2 separate regions of the Capsicum annuum genome follow, and region 2 is linked to region 1. The links are chromatin contacts, called in public Hi-C maps. All regions are on one chromosome and are shown on one strand. Each heading gives the region's core, a stretch centred on a gene start, on an enhancer-like site or on the middle of the called end of the contact. The rest is flanking DNA. Distances are from core to core; before and after follow the strand shown.

Region 1 (3,466 bases), core at 17-2,516:
TCTTCGCTTCCACTTACTATTTTCCTCCTGTGAATTTGCATAACAGTATGTTATCAGAGTTGATGGCATCCAAGGTGTTCACTGTCTCAGTGGATTTACAGCTCTACATGTGCATCCGCGACGTCCCCTCTGGTAAGACTATTGTCACTGTTGCAAGTGATTCTGCATTACATAACATCCAATATGTATGATATACATTCAAGATTCTACTTTTGCAGGGTTCTTGGAGATGCATTTTTGAGAGCATATCACACGGTTTTCGATTTTGGCAATTTACAAATTGGATTTGCAGAAAGTGCTTAGAGTGGTTTTCATGGATTACTCAAAAAACATTGTACTAGTCACTACTCAAAATTTGTTTGGTTTTGCAACTTGGTTTTCCTTTTGAGGGCAGATGAAATTCTGGTGTTGTGAATAAAACTGTTTGTACTTCTTTGGTCATTTGTCAATTGTTCACTCTAGTTCATTGTCCTTCATGCTGATGGACACGGAACAATGTATATTTGTTTCGGTAATATGTAATATTTCACGTAACACAATTTACTTTTCTGGTTTTGAGCGATCGATGTGGAATTCCATTCTGTAGGGAAGGAGTCCTACTGAATAAGTTATAGCGCTTAACGTATTTCAAAACTCTCTAATTCATTCTAAGGTAAAGTTCACACGTCACACGAAAAAATCAACAAGAAGAGAAAATTGCATTGTTTTCTTCTATTTTACCTGTACCTTAATAATTTGATGAAAGCAAGATGTGATCATAGAAATAATTTGAGATAAAAACAAATAAGGTTAATTTAATTAAATTATTTTTTAATCAATACAATATTATTTTTGCGAAGGAATGTTGCACAAAATACAGGACAGGAAGAAAATGAAGTAAGGGTGTGTAATGTGTTTGGTATGGATGAAAACAATTTTTTTTTCTCATATTTGGATGGAATACTTTTTTCAAAAATAATTTCTCTACAAAATAATTTTCATACAATGATATTCTATATGTGATATAAGTGATATTCTATGCATTTAACATAACATTTTTTCTTTCTAATCATACTAGAAAATAGTAATAAATTAATTTATTTTTTAAAAGATATTTTTATGAAAAATATCCTTCCTCATACCACACACTAATGAGCTCGTTTGGTTGAGGGCCAATAAATTATCTTAAAATAACTTATCTAATAATTTTATTCCAATCAAATATGAGACAATTCCTACTAAACTTAATCATAAAATTAATTATTCTTTATCCTTGGTTCCAAACTAGCCCCAATAAACAAACCAATCAAAGAAAAAGACATCGGTCTATAGTAGAATTTATAGAAAAAATTACACAAACACGGAACTACTACCCCCCACCCCCACCCCTCGCTCTCTCTCTTACAAAATCAGCCCCAAAATCTCCGAAAACAATTTTTTCCCAATTCGTCACAGCTGAAAATCATCGTCGGCGCCGGAGATGGGAACGGTAACCGGAGACGGAATCAGGCGGTCAAAGGTCTTCGCCTTGATATCAATTTTGTTATTCAGTTTCGTGAACGACATAACGGCGTTATCGGTAACAGTTAACGACGAGGAATGTGTATACGAATATGTTCTCTATGAAAACGATACTATTTCTGGAAACTTCGTTGTCGTTGATCATGATATCTTCTGGAGCTCCGATCATCCAGGCATCGATTTCACTGTATGAAACTATATTTTTCTTATGCTTAATTGTGCAATTTTTTATATAGATTTATGTGTTAATTGTTAGTAGTTTTATCGATTTATGCATTAATTGTTAGTGATTTTATCGATTTATTCGTTAATTGCTAGCAATTTTATCGATCTATTGTTTTGGTGCTTAATTCGTCACACAAGTAAAACTAGAAAAACTGAAAATCATCGTCGGCGCTGGAAATGGGAAACGGTAACCGGAGACGGAATCAAGCGGTCAAAAGTTTGGCTTTGATATCAATTTTGCTATTCAGTTTCGTAAACGACATAACGGCGTTATCGGTAACAGTTGAAGATGAGGAATGCGTATAGGAATACGTTCTCTATGAATACGACACGATTTCTGGAAACTTCGTCGTCGTTGATCATGATATCTTTTGGAGCTCCGATCATCCCGGCATAGATTTCATTATATGAAACTTTATTTTTCCTATGCTTAATTGTTAGCAATTTTATTGATCTACGTGTTTGTGTGCTTTTTGAAATTTGATTTTAGATGTGCATTAGTTTTTCTCATTTCTCTTTAAGATTTTGGTCATACTGGAAGCTATAGGATCAGGAATGAGGATATATCCATGATAAGGTGGGAGTGGCCTCCTTGGTGGATAGGATGAGGAAAGTGAGATTGAGATGGTTTGGACATTTGATGTGGAGAAGCGCAAAGGCCTCAGTTAGGATGTGCGAGAGGTTGGATATAGTGAGTGTGAGGAGAGGTAGAGGTAGGCTGAAGAAGTATTGGTGAGAGGCCATTAGACAGGACATGACGCAACTTCAGCTTATCGGGAACATTGCCCTAGATAAGAGGGTGTGGAGGTCGTGGATTAGAGTAGAATGATAGCGGGTTGAGGTAGGTTGCTTTTGATTTTAAATGAGCGTGTTAGTTTGTCTGTCTTAGATTTTGCTCTTTGTGAGTTTGTATAGATTTTTATAGATAACAATGATAAGAACTCTTGCTTGTATAATTCTTCATAGAAAATGTGTATACTGCTTCTCTTGATGCTCGCATCCGGAGTCTTGTGTGATAACTCATAAGAAGGTGCCTCCCAAACTTAAGCAAGTCTAACAAAGTGGTAGTTAGACCAACTATGTTGTATGGGCAAAGTCTTGGCCATTCAAGAACTGTTATGTTTAGAAGTTTGTTGCAGAAATGAGAATATTGCGATGTATGTGTGGGCATGCCTGAGAGATAGGACTAGAAATGAGGATTGTTTGGGACAAGGTAGAGTGGTTTCAGTGGAGGAAAAGATGGGGAGCAAGTTAGATGGTTCCGGAGTCTTCGGAGATATCTAGATGCGGAGGTGTGAGAGGCTATGGATGGTTTTAGGAGAGGTAGAGGTTGAGGTAGATCGAAGACATATTGGTGAGAGGTGATAGATAGATAGAAATGACACATTTTTAGCTTGCCAAGAACATGTCCTTAGATAGGAGGTTGTGGACAACACGGACTAGAATAGAAGGTTTGTAGGTGGTTGTGTGTTGTCTTGTTATCTTTCCATACTAGTAGTTGCAGTATTGCACCTGTAGTTTGGTCCTTTGATTTTGGTTATTTGTGTTTTCTACGACTATCATATTATTTTGTTGTAATTATTCTCCTATTTCTTTAGGTCGTTTTGTTACTGTCTACAATTTCTTGTACTCCTAGTACTTCTTTTTCTAGAATGTTTTGGACTATCTTTTCCTTTAAGCCGAGAGTCTGTCGGAAACAACCTCTCTATCATTGAGGAAGAGGTAAGGTCTGCCTATACTC
Region 2 (3,691 bases), core at 1,000-3,499, 540 kb before region 1:
CCAAATTCAAATCCGAGCTGAGCGAGTGACTTTCACAACAGCGCGAGGCACCTCCTTATTCTTGCCTCATTATCCAAGTGGAGATGTGTTTCTCAATATAAACACATGAAAGTTTCTTTCTCCCACCGATGTGGGAGAAATAGACTTTCCATTTTGAGTGCACTTTCCTTTTTAGTGTGGACTCACTTTTCCTCTACTATTTTCTTCCATTTTTCAATCACACATTCAACTTGAACCCACTAATCCCCCCGTGAATGGGGAATGGCTATCTTATGAAGAATTTACGGACAAACATATGATCATCAAGCAAAGACTAATTGCATCTGGATAAGTGGATCCTTTGAACGTTCCATAGTGAACATGCATCGGATGCCTTTGGTCAATCGGTAGATTTGATATCTTTGAACAGTCGAGCTTTAATGTACACCTACACATGTCACACAACCAGTCTTTTATCGTTTATGGTTCTCACGATTTTATTAATAGAGACATTGAATTGGAAAGAAATGAAATTAATAGTATAATTTAGTAAAAAATGTTAAAATTTATCATAAGTTTGAGAGATAGTTGGGAGAAAGAATGATAAGAAGATGATGACTCAAAGATGAAAGTTGAGAAAGGTAAATGGTGGAAAATGCATTATCTGAAAGGAAAAAAAGTTGTTGAAAAATTATAGTGATCAAAAATAGTGAGGAAAGAGGAGAACATGGAAAAAAAGTTACGAAAATACCCCTTAAACGCGTTTTCAATGCGTGTAGCTCATGATTTTTGCTGACTCAACAAAAAGTGCCAAACTAACACACCTGTATGCTATTTAAGGTGTCAAAAGTGAACAACATCCATTTAAGGTACCAAAATGAAAGATGGTGCCAAGTTGGGGTACCTGTTGATGTGTTTGGCCTAAATAGAATTAGCTATGGGCTCTCTTTGCTAAATATTCCGCCACTAAATAATTTATTTTTGATAATTCGTCTAATAGCTTCTTTTTTGTTTGGAGATAGAATTTGTCCATGGTTAATTTGTTTTCTTTTGTAGTGCGCTATTTAAGTATGTTAAAAATACTATTACTACAAAGGCTTAATTCCAAATTAGTTAGGTTTGATTCAATGAATTCTAGTTATTTTGTTTGCGTTCAATTAGATCCATTGTATTTTTTTTATTTTTTTTAGGATGAAACTCATCGCTTTTGCAAATTCAATGATTATGTCCTCTAAGTTTAAAAATTGTATATGTTTTCTATTGACAAAAATAAAGCATATTTGAAGCGAACTCTTAATCTCTTATGTTAGAGACTAGGTCACTCAATAATAACACGAAATCACTTCTGAAAGTCTAAAAATGTAAGTACTTAAAAAATTAAAAACAAAAAGAGAAAACGTTCATCGTGTTGTCTCGTGTAAAACTATCGCTATAACCTGCAATGAACAATATACGTAACGTAAACTTTTATCTCTAAATCAACCTTTTTTAAACAACAAAAAGCAGTTACGTCGAAAATAAAACTTTTCTACTATATAAAAAAAGTAGAGAAAAATATAGAAGATATAGTTTGACACAATGGTAAGTAAGTACCACCTCCAACCAATGGAGTTGATATTTTTCGACATTTTTTTTTTTAAAACAATAACATATTCAGTATATTTCTACCAAGTGGGTTTGAGAGGATAAGTGTATGCAGTTTATACCACTATCTTAGAGGTGAGATAGAGAGACTGATTCGCATAGACCCCCTCCTTAAGATAAAATAGTTTAGAAAAAAAATAGTAAAGAGACAAGAAGCCATAAAAAATTACCACACCCAATTGCAGCTGTGCAGATTTTGGTTCAAATCATTAACCCGAATCGATAATTTGTTTATCGGATTAACGATTCGATTTTTAAACTTATTGATTCGGGTGACGATTTCAAATTTCTCATTAACGAGTTATAGGTTCGGGTGGCGATTTTCTTAAAATTTATATCGGGCCACCCGATAACCCGATAGTCAAATAGAGGCCCATATATAATTTTCATTTCTAAGTCTATTACCCACCGCCCATCCCAATTAAATCCCATTTCCCAAGCCCAGTAGCCCACCGTCATTTCTTACCCTAGAGACTTAGGTTTACTGGTTACATAATTCATCTCTGAATTTTCACTACGCCTCACTCTCTCTGTCTCTCAATAAACTGATAATATCAGTGGACCCAAAAGTCGATATTCAAGGCATCAAGCTCAACATTTGCTGAAAACTCAAAGAGATTAGAGATGGCCAAAGACGATTTGCTGCTCGGCTCTTGTTGTTGCGCTCACAGGTAATAATTTTTGCTCTTCTTACTGCTCAATCTTACTTTAAAGATTTGAAGTCTAAAATTCTTCTGCTTCATCTTCAATTCTGTCCAATTTCTAACCTATAATATATGCTTATACAAAGTTTGGCTTGATCCACACAAGGGCGGCCTATATATTCTAATTTCCAATTCTCTGTACGTGTATAGATTGTACTTGATGGTTTGAGCTGATTTTAGTATTATTGATGTGTGGTTGCTTGAATTTAGTAGTTCTTGATGTAAAAATCTGGTCTTTTTTGTGTTTCTGCTATATGTCTGATGAATGCATCCGGAGATTTGAACTGATTTTAGTATTAGTGATGTGGGGTTTGTTTTTTAGGAAGACGGCTGCTTGAATTTAGCAGTTTTTGATGTGAAAATCTGATCTTTTTGTGCTTCTGCTGTATGTGTATTGATTGTACTTTGTGATTTGAATTGAATTTACTATTAATCATGTGGTGTTTGTTTTTCTAATGACCTATGTTGCTCGGATACTCCAAAAATGTTATTGCATCCGTGTCGGATACTCAAAATTATCATATTTTTGGAGTCTATGTTGCTCGGACTCTCCATAAATGTTGCCGCATCGGGTCGGATCCTCCAAAAATTCACAACTTTGGAAGGATTCGACACTCACCCGTCGACATTCCTAAAGAGTTCGAGCAACATAGTTTGGAGGGACCCACGTACATTTGGTAGTATTCTTGGAGAATTCGAGCAACACAGCTAATAGTTGGTATCACGACTCCCTTCTTCCACAAGTTACTACTAATAATTAACTATAGTAATTAATTGCATAGTATGCATCCCAAGAATCGAGAATCAGAACCAATCTATGAATTTGGCACTACAGTGCTAGTGATGGATAATGAATAATATTATTAGTAAAATGGCGTATTCATATTGGGATGAGAATTAACCTCTATTTTTTTTCTAATGATAAGGGAACCCAGCATAACTAATCCCAACATAACTAATCCCAGCATAACTTGTTTTCCAACCAAACGACCCTTAATTTTGACATAAATAACTAAATTTCATAATTAACTGCGCTTGGGAGCTATCGAATAACCCAAAGTTTGTTTTAATAAAAAAACTTTGGTGGATCTGCATACAAAACTAAGCCCCCCCCCCCCCCCCGTACACAACGGAACGTTAGCGAACAGTCGATCCACCGCTTCCTTCTTTCAATCAGGTTTCACTTTCTCCTTTTCCGACCATTCATCACTAATAAATAGGGGTTAATTCTAATCCCAATATGAATTACGCCATTTACTAATAATTTTATTCATTATCTTTCCAAACTATGTTGCTTGAACTCTTTGGGAATGTCGACGGGTGAGTGTCGGATTCTTCCAAAGTTGTGAACTTTTGGAGGATCC

What was found. A called contact is a pair of places that touch in the nucleus more often than the background predicts.
Region 2: a contact with region 1 is called in a Hi-C map of leaf, with 4 times the contacts expected there. The contact joins the promoter of LOC107864157 here to the promoter of LOC107864682 in region 1. A contact is called at or near these places in 2 of 5 Hi-C or Micro-C datasets (leaf and placenta).

The regions. Positions count from the first base shown.
Region 1 is chr3:20,234,194-20,237,659 of UCD10Xv1.1, reverse strand. It overlaps LOC107864682 (transmembrane emp24 domain-containing protein p24beta3), which reads left to right and starts at 1,266. Exons shown (of 4, transcript XM_016711122.2): 1 at 1,266-1,687. The coding sequence starts at 1,460. LOC107864683 (aspartic proteinase) reads left to right here. Exons shown (of 14, transcript XM_016711123.2): 13 at 47-132; 14 at 219-562. The coding sequence ends at 303.
Region 2 is chr3:20,778,105-20,781,795 of UCD10Xv1.1, reverse strand. LOC107864157 (ADP-ribosylation factor-related protein 1) reads left to right here and starts at 2,249. Exons shown (of 7, transcript XM_016710442.2): 1 at 2,249-2,294.